Linked DNA regions of Mus musculus: regions 1 and 2 are each linked to region 3. A link is a contact called in public Hi-C and HiChIP or PLAC-seq data. All regions are on one chromosome and are shown on one strand. Each heading gives the region's core, a stretch centred on a gene start, on an enhancer-like site or on the middle of the called end of the contact. The rest is flanking DNA. Distances are from core to core; before and after follow the strand shown. Region 1 holds the start of C920021L13Rik (RIKEN cDNA C920021L13 gene). Region 2 overlaps Rprd2 (regulation of nuclear pre-mRNA domain containing 2). Region 3 overlaps Arnt (aryl hydrocarbon receptor nuclear translocator).

Region 1 (4,677 bases), core at 1,183-3,682, 390 kb before region 3:
GTGCACACACATGCATACAAACACACACACACACACACACAATGACTCCTCTTCTGTTGATGAAATATATGATGCCAACATTTTTCTAGATATCTAGGCTTAAAACTTAGGGGCATTGCAGTTGGGCAGAAGGCTCAGAGGTTGATAGTACTGACAGCTCTTACTGAGGACCCAGGTTAGATTCCCAGCACCTATATGATGGCTTACAACATCTGTAAATCCAGATCCAGTGGATCTGATGCTCTCTTCAGGCTTTTCTGGACATCAGACATGCATGTAGACAACACCCCCCATATACATTTATAAAAACTTTTTTTTCAGTCTAGTAAAAAAGAAAATGATAACAAGAGGAGAAGAGTTGGCTCAGCAGTTAAGAGCACCTGTTACTCTAGCAGAAGACCCAAGTTCAATTCCCAGCATGTACATGGTAGCTCTCAACCATCTGTAATTCCAGGCCCAAGGGATTCAGTGTTCTGTTCTGACCTCCAGGCACAGACATAACACACATACACATACATGTAGGCACACACATACATGTAAGCAAAATACTCATACACATATAATAATAAAATAAACCTTAAAATTAAAACAAAAATTAATGAATTATCTTACATTATATCCCATTCGATTCTTTTTTTAAATATATATTTTAATTAGGTATTTTCTTCATTTACACTTCAAATGCTATCCCAAAAGTTCCCCATACCCTCCCCTCTCCACTCCCCTACCCACCCACTCCCACTTCTTGGCCCTGCTGTTCCCCTGTACTGGGGCTTATAAAGTTTGCAATATCAAGGGGCCTCTCTTCCCAATGATGGCCGACTAGGCCATCTTCTGCTACATATGCAGGTAGAGACACGAGTTCTGGGGGTACTGGTTAGTTCATATTGTTGTTCCACCTATAGGGTTGCAGATCCCTTTAGCTCCTTGGGTACTTTCTCTAGCTCCTCCATTGGGGGCTCTGTGATCCATCCAATAGCTGACTGTGAGCCCATTCGATTCTTATGACCAATTTTGTGAGACCAACAGAGTAGATGTTAGCATCATTTTACAAATAAGAAGCCAGATTGAAAGTTCATGTTTAGCAAGATCTAGATTATAAGTATTTGTAGGTCACAGATCTCCATTTCTTCTACCCAAGTCTACCACTATAGCCCAAGAGAGCCGTATAATATCAACAAATAAACATGGTAGTATTCCAATATTTTTATTTAGACAAAAAGTGCAGACCCCTAGTCTGAGTAACTTGTTCAAAGTCATACGTCTGCTGATGCTTAGAATCTGAAGCTAGAACTCCTTTCTAACGGATTACGTACTGTCCATAGAATTAATTTTGCACTTATTATATGCGACTGGGCCTAAAATTGTGTCTACATACTGTCAGTTGTACAAGAGACACTGGAATAGTATCAGCAGTGCTTAGCAGAGGACAGTCATTCAATTAGGTTTGCTGACAAGCACAAAGGTGTCTAGCTTCAGTTTGGGACTTTGGATTTGGCTTACTACGAGGCAGGCTTAAATTTTGTGTGAATACCTATTAACTGATAATGACCTGGCCAGATGGCCCGGTGGTTAAGAAAATTAATTGCTCTTGCAGAGAACCCAGGTTCTGTTCCCAGTACCCACATGGCAGCTCAGAGCCTCCTATTAACTCCAGTTCCAGGGCCCCAACACCTCTCCAATCCTTCTTGAGCTCCTGCACGCACGCACGCACACGGTGCACATACATACACGCAGGCACACGTACACACACACAAAATAAAAGCAAATCCCTTAAAGAAGTAACAGATGAGGGTGCATCTGTGTGTGTTGTGGGTAGGTTTTTCTGTATATGGATACTTCTAAACCCATGTAAATAACCATATATGGAGATGTGGGGATAACATACACATAGGGTTGTCCAGACGTATGGAAGAAAAAAAAATTCTACTAGATCTTACAAGGCAACAAATGGCAAAGTTGGCATTAAAACAACAATATTTTGATTTAAAATTCTGCAGGCGTTTCCCATTTGTTTCTTTTTGATTCTACTTTATTTAATGAAATGGCTTAGGTAGCTGATGCAATGGGAAACTCACAGTATGTAATTTCTTTTCTTAACTTTTAGGCAGATTAGGGGGTGTGGAGCCATTTTTTTCACCCGGTGAGCAGATCTGTCCTTTTTAAATAGAAAATATTCTCAGGACGCTTCCCATTTCCCATCCAGAAAACGAAATCGCTCAAATCTAGTAAAAGTTTAACAGGATTAGAGCTACGGATCGGGCTGACCTTCTCGCAGACCCGACGACCGCGACTCCTCCATAGGAAGGTGAGGACGCTGTTCCTTTGACTGTCAGGCGGAAAGTCCAGCGCCTGCGCTCAGCACCGAACCTTCGCAAGGTCAGACGGTAAGCGGAGCTGCAGTCGGCTGAGCCCTGCAGCGTAGCTTCCTCCCGTCGCGGGACTCCGTAGCTTCCGCTTCCGGTCCGCAGAGACCCGGAGTCCGAATTCAGAGGCCCCAGGTAGGGAGCTCGAGGGGTGTGGGGGGGTTCACTGAGCTGCAAAGCGAGTATGGCGGGAGGGCAAGATTTCGCGTGGTGCCTAGAGGCGGACGAAGAGTTCTTTCTAACTCTCAGCGGAAACCTATTTTTTGGTTTGCTTTGCTTTGCTTTTTCGAGAGTGTTTTTATGTAGCCCTGGCTGCCCTGAAACTGGCTCTGTAGACGAGGCTGGCCTCGAACTCAAGAGTTCCGCCTGCCTCTGCCTCTCAAGTGCTGGGATAAAAGGCGTGGGCCACCACTGCCCGGCAATTATCTTTTAATTATTTCTTGGTGTGACCGGGGGGTTGGGAGGGGCGAAAGTCAGGACAGCTTGCAGGAGTCTGTCCTCTCTTTCCACCGTAAGGATCCAGGGCTCTAACTCGGGTCATCAGGCTTGGTGGCAAGCGCCTTTACCTGCTAAGCCATATCACTGCGTAGTGAAAGAAATGTTGCTAACAATTTGCTTGTACTTTTTCATTAAAAAAAAAAGTTATTTATATTTTATGTGTGTGAGTGTTTTACTTGCATGTATGTCTGTGCATCACAGAGGTCAGAAGAGGGTGTTGGATTCCCTGGGACTGTATGTGTTGTGAGCCACCCTGTGGGTACTGGGAATCGAACTTGGATCCTCTTAACTACTGAGCCATCTCTCCAGACTTACTTGTACTTACTAAGATATGGAGAATTCCTCCAGCCCAGTTCTGTGGATCTCAAGCTGGTTCTGTTGCTAAATTAAATAAAAACTACCTATGGTAAGTTGTGACTCTGTTGGGCTTTGTTCTCTTACATTGAGTCTCTGGTTTCCATGCTCGATGTCCAGTCTGTAGTCCCGGAAGAATGAAGATTTAAATACGAGGCCATGGCTAAACATCTGAAGTTCATTGCCAGGACAGTGATGGTTCAGGAGGGGAACGTGGAAGGTGCCTACCGGACCCTGAACAGGTAAAATGAGTCGAGTCTTGCCTGGACCAGCCGTGGGAAATGTGAGGTGATCCTGCACCCAGCCTACCACCTCATAAAGCCTACCACTGGTGCCAGCTCTGTGTAGGCTCTGAATACCACCACCTCCACCTCCTCCTTTTTTCCTCCTCCTCCTCCTCTTTCTTCTTCCTCCTCTTCTTCTTTTAAATTTATTTATTGTGCATACAGTGTTCTACCTGCATGTATGCCTGCATATCAGAAGAGGGCACCAGATCTCAGTACAGATGGTTGTGAGTCACCATGTGGTAGCTGGGAATTGAACTCAAGGCCTCTGGAAGAGCAGCCAGTGCTCTTAACTACTGAGTCATCTCTCCAGCCCCTCTGGACACTTCTTATCCCTTCAGTTTATTATCCTAAAAATGAAGTTCTCCAAATTCAGCTCGATGGAGCTTATCCAACAAGCAGCTATCATCCCTTGATGATAAATCTGAGTTCTATCCAAAGACCCCGAAAAACTGCTGGGCACACTGTAATCCCAGCACCTGGGAGGTAGAGACAGGAAGAATTTGAGAATAATTTAGATGATGGTGACTAGACTCAGTCTCAGATGACCCCTCCTCATGTCAAAAAAAAAAAAAAAAAAAAAAAAAAGTCTGGGAGGGGAATGAGAAACAAGAAGCAGAGGCATGGTGCATTTCAGCTGAGCCAGTATCTGTGGAATAAGGCTACTAGAGAGGATTAATTCCTCTGTGATTTTTGTTCATCTCATGTAGCTCAGGCTGGCCTAGAATGGGCAGTGTAGCCAAGGATTACCTTGATTCCTGATCCTCCTGCCTCCGTCTCCCAGATGCTGAGGTTGATCGTGTGTTTGATATTGTTTACGTGCCTGGCTAGCAAAGATGGATTCTAATTGTGCTCTTGAAGAAATAAGTCATGGATGAGAAGGCATTTCAGGTTCCAAAGAGTTATAGCATAAGCAGACACATAGAGCTAGGGGCTGGAGAGATGGCTCAGTGATCAGGAATGCTTGCAGTTCTTGCAGAGGACCCAAGTTTGGTTCCCAGTACCAACAACTGATGTTAGGGATCCAGTACACTCTCCTGCCTGCCCTCTGCAGGTCACACATGTGACAGAAACAAACCTACACCTCCACTTAAACACAGTGACACGGCTGGAGAGGAGAGGCTCCGTGGAGAACTGTCTGGACACTACATTGTGGGTGGAGACTAGTCCGTCCA
Region 2 (4,767 bases), core at 2,184-4,683, 300 kb before region 3:
TATTATATGTAAGTACACTGTAGCTGTCTTCAGCACACTCCAGAAGAGGGAGTCAGATCTCATTACAGATGGTTGTGAGCCACCATGTGGTTGCTGGGATTTGAACTTCGGACCTTCGGAAGAGCAGTCGGGTGCTCTTACCCACTGAGCCATCTCACCAGCCCTTATCTTATTTTCTATGTATCAGTATTATGCTAGAATATATGTATATGCATCACATCTGTGCCTGGAGCCTACGGAGGCCAGAAGAGGGATTGGGTCCTCTGGGGTTAAGGATGGTTATGAGCCATCATCAGAGTGCTAGGAACAGAACCTAGGTCCTTTGCAAGAGCAGCAAACGCTCCTAACCCTGAGCCATCACTCCAGTCCCTGAGCTTGGTTTTGTTCTTTCATTTTGGTGAGGTAGGGAGTTGTTTGTTACAGGGTTTCATACTGTAGACCAGACTAGTCTTTTTTTTGGGGGGGAGGGGGGGTTGAGACAGGGTTTCTCTGTGTAGCCCTGGCTGTCCTGGAACTCACTTTGTAGACCAGGCTGGCCTCAAACTCAGAAATTCGCCTGCCTCTGCCTCCCAAATGCTGGAACTAAAGGCGTGTGCCACCACCGCCCAGCCAGACTAGTCTTGAACTCACAAAGATCTACTACCTGCCTCTGCCTCCTGTGCACAACTACACCTGGCTTCATATACACATTCTTATTCTCACTTTCTTGCTGTATTGAATTATCAACTATCAGCTGTTCTTTCTCTTTGTGGTTCATTGGTTTTGTTCTTTAGTACAGTCACACTATCATCTTGTAGAGTCAAGTTTAAATTTCTCTCCTTGTTCACATTATAATAGTTAAAATTATTTTTTTAAAGATTTATTTATTATTATATGTAAGCACACTGTAGCTGTCTTCAGACACACCAGAAGAGGGCATCAGGTCTCATTATGGATGGTTGTGAGCCACCATGTGGTTGCTGGGATTTGAACTCAGGACCCTCAGCAGTCAGTGCTGAGCCACCTCACCAGCCCAATAGTTATAATTATACTCGTAATTTATTAGAATCTAAGAGTCTTGCAGTCAGAGATTATCTGTTACTCTAATGCTTGAGCAAGTGCAAGGGGTATTTGGTGTGGGTCTTTAGAATGAGTAAGTGGTGATTAGCTGTTCACTTTTGTATCTGTTTTACTCCTGTACCATGCTTTAATTTTACTTAGTTATTTGTAGAATTACAGAATATTTTACTAGAACATGAGATTTATAGACGTTTCTAGATAAGCCATACAAAATGGTCATGAGCTCTTTTTTTCCAAAGATTAAAATCTACACTTTATAGCAAAGTCATAATGCTGTTAGTGAGGGTTGTGGTATTTGTTTAATATTCTCATTTTGCTTCAGACAACATTTACAGTATCTATATGAAGTTAGACTTGGCTAAGACTGTATCCTAAACTGGATAGCTGTGTTTAACAGCTCATGAGGGAAGGGAAGGTGTGTGTGGCAGCCAACACATACACACACCATTTATAAACAGTTCACATTGACACAAACGATGCTTCTAGCTCTGTTCCTGCTTTACCACAGGGACGTAGATCTGCTAATGCACATAATCACCAAAGATCACGATGCCTGGGCCTTTATTTTGTAATGTTTCTAAGGGTGTGTCGATTCAGTGTGAACAAAATATCTTGGCAGAGCAGAAGTAAGTGATAATACACTTGAGTGACTTCAGCATTATCCCTGTCCTCTGCTCCACACTAAATTGAACGTAAGGTGTCTAATCCAATCCTAATCACTATGCAGAAGCATCCTACAAAGCTGTGATCCCAGGGGAGAGCCGAGGGCTCATGCAGGTCAGCACACACGAGGAAAGGAACATGTGCTGGACTTTAAGGACACTTTGCAGAGAAGAGTGAAGAACTTTTGTCTGATGCCCCAGAGTTGACTTAACTTCTCTGAAGCTTGGTTTCCATGGAAGAGACATATTGTAGACTATTCTGCACTGCAGTGCAGTGAGAAGGGTGGGCCTTTGTCCTGATCTTCCTGAGGAGGGTATGGAGAATGTTTGCACAATGAAGGATGTGGGACAGAGAGGGCCAGTGCTTAAGAATATTTGCTGTCCTTCCAAAGGACCTGGGTTCAGTTCCCAGCACCCATGCTGCGTGACTCACCACAACTGGCTGTAATTCCAGTTTCTCATGTGCTCATACACATAAAATAAAATAAAAAGTTAAAAAAAAAAGTTCAGCTAAGCTTTGTCTTAATTACAGACACCTCATTCACTCTCACGAATTCACGTGGAACTGTTTCTGTCGGTCTGTGCAGAGTGTGATGGGGTTGTGGTGGGGAGATTTGGTTTATAGTCTGGTGGCACAAATCTATAATATTAACCACTCAGGAGGAGTTAAAGGACAACCTGAGCAACTTCTTGAAACTCTATCTCAATAAAAGTTTAGGCAAGAAAGATTACACGCTGGAAAACATGTGCTGGCACAGGCTAGTGTTCTCGGCATTTGGGAAGCTGCGGCAGAGGATCTTGAATTTGAGGCCATCATGGGCCTCATACATATGAGTTTAAGACATGGTTGCTCTACATGGTCACTCTCTTAAAACAAAAATAATTGCACACCAAGGCAATAAGAAAAGTGTCACAGAATAGTAAGAACTGTGGCATGGAAAGAAATTTCACTCAAAGGTTTTTGTTTTGTTTTGTTTTGGCTTTTAAGTGAGTTGGTTTAATTCAAAGTGGTACAGAATTCAGAGTACAATGAAGATGGAACAGTAGGCTCCAGTGGGATTCCAGACTGGGTTCACTTTAAATTCACAGCTGAGGTAGGACTTGCTGAATACTGGAGACAATGAGCCATTGCGTTAGTCACTTTATTCATTTTTTTTTAACAAAAATTTATTACAATGTACAACAGGCTCCAAGATAACACTCCATTCTAGCTATTAGTGGCAAAGATGTTATGGCAGGGAATCCAGATGTTTAAATAGGAATGGAAGAGGAGGGTCACCATCACCCCAGATGTGAGGAATAGCTTACTTTTTGCCACATTTCTTAATTCCACCTGTGGCCAGGGGGCCCTTCCCTGCGGCCTTGGCTTTTAGCTGCTCTAGTTTCTTCTGCTCCTCCTTTTGTTTCTGCCTGAAAGCCTTATCTTCCTCGTCCATCTCCTTGGCCTGTTCTTGGGCTTAAACCAAAACTAATTGCACATTATTAGAATAATTTCAAGGGCTTCTTTTTGCCACCTTCCTGGCCTGACATGATGCCTCCAGCCCCTTCCTTCTAATCATGATATAAATACTTTCTTCATTATTTCAGATAAAACAGGTGGAAAGAAGTTCTCCAAAGAATTTGAAGAAGCAAGTTCCAAGCTAGAGGAGTTTGTGAATGGATTAGATAAACAGGTGAAAAATGGGCCCTCACTAACAGAAGCATTAGAGAACGCTGGAATTTTCTATGAAGCACAGTACAAGGAAGTGAAAGTGGTCGCTAACGTAAGTAATTCTGGCTGTTTCATTTTTAATGCTTACATTGCTTACACATACATATATATTTTTATATGTGTATATATAAACACACACACACACACAACACTTTGTACTGGCTGGTTTTGGGTGTCAACTTGACACAGGCTGGAGTTATCACAGAGAAAGGAGCTTCAGTTGGGGAGATGCCTCCATGAGATCCAGCTGTAAGGCATTTTCTCAATCAGTGATCAAGGGGGAAAGGCCCCTTGTGGGTGGGACCATCTCTGGGCTGTTAGTCTTGGGTTCTATAAGAGAGCAGGCTGAGCAAGCCAGGGGAAGCAAGCCAGTAAAGAGCATCCCTCCATGGCCTCTGCATCAGCTCCTGCTTCCTGACCTGCTTGAGTTCCAGTCCTGACATCCTTCAGTGATGAACAGCAGTGTGGAAGTGTAAGCCAAATAAACCCTTTCCTTCCCAACTGCTTCTTGGTCATGATGTTTGTGCAGGAATAGAAACCCTGATTAAGACACACTTTTAAATTTTATTCTTATTGGATGGCATGTATGAGAGAGAGTGGGTAGGAACATATCCTATGGCACATGTGTACATCAGAGCATGACCTTTGGGAGTCAGTTCTCTTGTACCCTTGGATTTCAAGAAGCAGTTGGCAACAAGTACCTTTATCTGCTGCGCTTCCTGGACTCTCAGAAAATATCATGAAGGAGAAAACTGTAACAACAAACAAAAAGTGGCTAAGTCAGTTCTGCCTTCCTCTTGTCAAAATCTCAGCCATTTGAGTTTCTAACTTTGACTCCTTATACTAAAAAGACTGCTAAAAGCCCTGCTCATTAGTGTACTTTACATTTTCTGTCTTCTGTTTTGGATACTCAAGTTTTTACACTGCTCCCCAAAAGCCAAACCTCAGAGAAAAGAACACTACTGACATCAACCAGCTTTCCTCATGGTCTTTCTGCTGGTGCCGGCAGTTTCTAGTACATCCAGATAGATGTTGATAGTGGTCGTTGCGTGTGTTATATAAGAAGGCGTGTGCATGTGCAGTGCCTGGGTGTGCACAGGGGACGCCGGAGATTGTTGACTTCAGGTGTCTTCTCTTTTTTCCCCCCAAAGATTTATTTATTTTAATTTTATGTGTATGGGTGTTTTGTCTACATGCATGTCTGCACCACGTGCATACTGTGGGTTCTGAGTGAACCTGGGTCCTCTCGGGCCTCTTTATTTGAAACAGGTTCGATCTTTCACTGCACATGGATATGACTGTTTCAGCTAGACTTGCTCACCAGCAAGTCCTTGG
Region 3 (4,573 bases), core at 635-3,134:
TGTTCTTAACTGCTGCTGAGCCCTCTTTCCAGCTCCCAATAAAACATTTAAAAAAAAAAAAAAAAAAAAAAAGGTTGAGCAGTTGTGGTGTAGGCTTTAGTTAATCCAGCTCTGGGGAGACAGAGGCAGTGGAAATGAGGCTTGGTCTACAAAGTCAGCTCCAAAGCAGCCAGGGCTACAGAGAAACCTGCTTCGAAAACAAACCTACAGCATTTTGTAATAAAGCTAATATTGAGTCATTTTTATGTTTTAGTAATCCATATGCTCAAATAGACTATAACATTGGTAACAGATGAGAGGGAGTCTGTTTTATTTGTCTATCTATCTTTTGAATTATTCTTAAGCACATTTCATAAAGGGGTACATAGTATTGCTAACTGTTAGTAACATATTGCCAATTGTTTATGTAACCAAATATACCAGAGAGAAATTACTGTATATTTTCCCTACCTGCTGGTGGCCAGGCCTTGATGTAGCCTGTGCAGTGGACTACCACAAAGTGAGGTTCTCCTTCCTTCACAGAGCCAAGCCCATTCCTAGAAAAGGTATAGGAATCCGGGGTGAAATTCTACAAAGGAAACCTGTGTTTTAAAAGCATTTATTTATTTATTTATTTATTTATTTATCCATTTATTACTGGTACGTGTGTGGATGCTGCACCAGCCCTTGTTGAAATAAAACACACAAGAAAAATAGGTAACATAGTAAGCAACTTCCTTGAACAAGAGAAGCTTTTAAAGTTCAGAAACAATACAGGCAGGGTGGTGCATGCCTTTGATCCCAGCACTCAAGATCTCTGAGTTCAAGACCAGCCTGGTCTACAGATTAAGTTTCAGGACAGCCAGGGCTACACAGAGAAACCCTGTCACAGAAAAACCAATCAGTCAATCAATTGATGGATGGATTGATCTATTCAGTAAGTTCAGAAACACATTGTGAGACGGTAAGTGACCGTGAGGTAAAAGAAGGTGAGAGCCAGTAGAGAAGGTAAAAATCCCATCTCTTGATCTCCACTGCCTAAGATCTTACCTGCATCTGTTCCTCAAAAAGCTCAGTCTATTCATGGAAACAGGGTCCACGGAGCTAGTACCACACCTGTCAACAAACAGAAGATGCAAATTGCTGGGCTATGGGAAACAGTAACAACAGAATAAGAAGATCCAACTACACACTGAAAACTAGTAAGTAACAAGAAAAGTCAGGCTGAGATGGAAAAACCTTCTATTATTTTGTTTGCTTGTTGTTTTGTTTAATTTGAGGCAGCACCTTCAGGCTTAGGCTGGTTTGAAACTTTCTATGTGGCCAGGGAAGACCTTGAACTTCTGACCCTTTGATCAACAGCACCTGAGTGATGGCACTACAGGCAGGTATCAACATACCAGTCGGTGTTAGGTATTGAACCCATGACTCCATGCATTTTAGACAAGCACTCTACCAACCAAGCCATATTATATTCCCGACCCTGGCTGATTGTGTGTCTGTCTGTCTGTCTGTCTGTCTGTCTGTCTGTCTGTCTGTCTGTCGGTCTCTCTCTCTGTCTCTGTCTCTGTGCATGCCCTATGTAGGTTCCAGTAATCAACCGTGTATTATCAGGCTTTCTGCCAAGTTTCCTTACACTAAGCTATCTATCTCTGGTTTCCAACCCAGACCACTTTTTGAAACAGGATCTCATACAACACAGAATGAACACAAACTGTCTGCTTGCCTTTAAGTCCCAAGTAATGAGATATAGAAAGTACCACCAGGCCAACAGAGTTAGTAGATTACTTAAAAACTGAGTATTGAGCTGTTTCTGTGCTTGCCAGGCGAGCCTCTGGCCTCCGAGCAGTAAGTCCTCCTTTTATGTTTTATTTCCCTAACTTTGGACTGGAGCTCACCAAGTTGCCCACACTGGCCTTGATCTTGATTGAGATCCTCTTTCCTTAGCCTCAAGAGGAGCAAAGATGAAAGGTTTGGACTCCTTTAAAACTTTTAATTGGCCTAAAACTCCAACTAAAACAATTGCATACACTCTTCAAATGCCATCTTTTTACATCAGGAGTTGGTGACTGTTTTACTGTTTTCTGTGAATGACTAGACAGTAAGTGGTTTTAGTCTGATGGTCACACAGTCTTTTAACTAGACAATTCTGAGCAATCAAGCATAAAAGCAGCCAAAGATGACAAGTGTTCACACAGGAAGAGCTATGGTGCAATGAAGCTTTAGTCACAAATAAGAACTTCTGTTCTCTGACTTCTGCTCTAAGCATATCATCTCTGTGTGCTATATTTCATTATTATTCACCTTACTCCAGGCTTACCATGTCCACAAGATACGCCCTCCAATCCTACTTCTATTCTTTCTCTATTTTTTTTTTTTTTTTAGAGATAAGGTCTTACTATGTAGTTCATTCTAGCCTGGAATTCATGATCTTCCTACCTTAGCCTCCAAGGTTCTGGGATTACAGGCATGCACCACCAAATCTAGATTGATTGTTTGAGACAAGGTTTCACTATATAGCCCAGGAGATCCAGAACTTGCTATATAGGCCATACTGGCCTTGTAGGAATCCTCCTGCCTCAACGTTCTTTTTAAAGTATTTTCATACTATCAATCGAGCTAATCCTGATAACAATGTTTTACGTTTGACAGTCTCACCTCCAATAGTGGATGATGACATCAAAGCAACACAAGTCTTATAGTATCAAATTAGAATTCAAATCCAGGGAATACTATGGATTCAAACAACTTACTTGGGAGGCAGTCAGACAGGTCTCTGTGATTTCAAGGTCAGCCTGTCCTACATAGCCAATTCTAGAACAGCCAGGGGTACACAGTGAGACCCCATCCCTAAACAAATACCAACATTCAGTCAACTACAGTGATATACCTTCTGTAGACCCAAGCTACTTAGGAAACTCAAATGGAGGATAACTTGAGCCGAGGATCTTTAAATGAGCCTGGACAACATAATAAGACCCCACCCCCTCAAAATAAACCAGAGTAGCCTGATTCCAGCGGCTCCTCTAAACTATTAAACTATGGAATAGTCAATTTTGTACCTCTGCCAGAAACTCTTTTTTTTTTTTTTTTTTTTTAACGTAGCCAGGGAGATTGGCCATCAGGTAAAGGTGCTTGTGACAAGCCTCATGACCTAAATTTGATTACCTCAACCCACAGTGTTGTAGGAAAGAACCAACAACTTGCACCCCAAACACCACACACGAGTCCACATCCACATATATCATGCACACATAATTTTTTTTAATCTGAAAAACAAAACAAACAAAAACCGCCTATAATCTCAGCACTTGGATGATGAAGCAGGTCAGTCTTGAGTTTTAAGTCTGAATACACATCAATGGTGGAGTTCTGCTGCTATGAACTAAAACAAGATTCTCTATCAGTCTCGTGATCTCGAGAACCTAATGCTTCACTCACATATGCCGGCCTCTGCCTCCTGAGCACTATGATTTAAGACAAGCAATGTCACACTCGGTTTGTCTATTGTTTTTACTTTATATGCATTGGTGTTTTGCCTGCATGTATGTCAGTGTCAAAGCGTCAGATCTTGTAGTTACAGTTTCGAGCTGCCATTAGGTGATGGGATTTGAACCCAGGACTTCTAGAAGAGCAGTTAGGGCCCTTAACTGATGAGCCATCTTTCTAGCACATCTGTTCTGTTTTGTAAGATTTATTTTATTTAGCTGTATGCATGGAAAAGGAGGGGAGTATGTGCATGTTGAGCTACCTGTGGAGGCTGGAGGCTTTGAATCTCCTTGCAGCTAGAAGCACAGATGGTTACAAGCTATCTGATAAGAATGCTGGGAAACTAACCCCAGCTAGTCCTCTGCAAGAGCAATATAATCTCTTATCCCTGCATAGCCATCTCTGCAGCCGGTTTCTTGATCCATGTATATGTATGTATATGTTCATGCTGTACACGCACAGGCATGCGGAGGCCAGAGACAAGCCTCACATGTAGTTCCTCAAGAGCTCTCCATCGTAATTCTTTTGAAATGTGTATTAATGCTCTACCTGTCTCTAAGTGCATTACGTGCACGCCTGGATACACAGGAACCAGAAAAAGGTATCCGATGCCCTGGAACTGGGGTCATAGATGGCTGTGAGCAACCATGCAGATGCTGGGAATTGAGCCAGTCCTCTGGAAGAGCAGCTATTATTCTTAACTGCTGAGCCATCTCTCCAGCCCCTCCTACCCTGAATTTTGAGACAGGGTCTCTCACTAGGACCTGAGGCTCATTAATTTGGCTAGGCCTCTCCAGAAATGGGACTATCTAACTTTCCATAGGTGCTGGGGATTGAGCTCAGGTTCTTCATGTTTGTGCATCACACACTTAGTACTGGGCTATCTCTCCAATTTCTGCATTCACTTTAAAAAGGAAAAAAAGATTTATTTTTATTTTATGTGTATGAATGTTTTGCCTGCATGCAAATATATGCACCATGTATATGGCCTGCTGGCCCAAGAGGATATCAGACCCCTTAGAACTGGAGCCACAAGTGGCTGTGAGCCACCACATGGGTACTACAAAAGAAACCTAAGTCCTTTAGACGAACAAAACAAGTGCTC

The links. Hi-C and Micro-C count contacts between places; a contact is called where the count stands out from the background. HiChIP or PLAC-seq counts read pairs in DNA pulled down with a chosen protein or histone mark.
Region 1: a contact with region 3 is called in an H3K4me3 HiChIP or PLAC-seq map of bone marrow-derived macrophages, with 5 times the contacts expected there. The contact joins the promoter of C920021L13Rik here to the enhancer-like site in region 3. A contact is called at or near these places in 3 of 39 promoter capture datasets (the 3T3-L1 cell line, fetal liver and maxillary cranial neural crest), 3 of 115 datasets of contacts at active chromatin or transcription factors (bone marrow-derived macrophages, embryonic limb bud and stem cell-derived neural progenitor cells) and 3 of 9 other capture datasets (liver, macrophages and pancreatic islet).
Region 2: a Hi-C map of bone marrow-derived macrophages shows a contact between it and region 3, with 25 read pairs. The contact joins two enhancer-like sites. A contact is called at or near these places in 2 of 39 promoter capture datasets (embryonic stem cells and neutrophils), 1 of 15 datasets of contacts at CTCF or cohesin (the NIH/3T3 cell line), 24 of 484 Hi-C or Micro-C datasets (B cells, the Ba/F3 cell line, CD8 T cells and 17 more), 3 of 115 datasets of contacts at active chromatin or transcription factors (bone marrow-derived dendritic cells, craniofacial prominence and embryonic stem cells) and 4 of 9 other capture datasets (adipose tissue, embryonic stem cells, liver and 1 more).

The regions. Positions count from the first base shown.
Region 1 is chr3:95,869,277-95,873,953 of GRCm38.p6, reverse strand. It overlaps C920021L13Rik (RIKEN cDNA C920021L13 gene), which reads right to left and starts at 2,432. Exons shown (of 4, transcript NR_040446.1): 1 at 2,269-2,432. It overlaps Mrps21 (mitochondrial ribosomal protein S21), which reads left to right and starts at 2,440. Exons shown (of 3, transcript NM_001355759.1): 1 at 2,440-2,501; 2 at 3,339-3,460. The coding sequence starts at 3,378.
Region 2 is chr3:95,779,132-95,783,898 of GRCm38.p6, reverse strand. It overlaps Rprd2 (regulation of nuclear pre-mRNA domain containing 2), which reads left to right. Exons shown (of 11, transcript NM_001368178.1): 7 at 3,309-3,484. Among named protein-coding and RNA genes, the nearest start is that of Gm26361, 15 kb to the left of the region's middle. Within about 2 kb of position 3,433, at least 4 of the 459 cell types and tissues checked have an H3K27ac peak or open chromatin away from gene starts, as enhancers often do. A contact at or near this core is called in bone marrow-derived macrophages, where this site is marked.
Region 3 is chr3:95,476,717-95,481,289 of GRCm38.p6, reverse strand. It overlaps Arnt (aryl hydrocarbon receptor nuclear translocator), which reads right to left. Exons shown (of 22, transcript NM_001037737.2): 9 at 1,030-1,095; 10 at 451-536. Among named protein-coding and RNA genes, the nearest start is that of Ctsk, 20 kb to the left of the region's middle. Within about 2 kb of position 1,884, at least 4 of the 459 cell types and tissues checked have an H3K27ac peak or open chromatin away from gene starts, as enhancers often do. A contact at or near this core is called in bone marrow-derived macrophages, where this site is marked.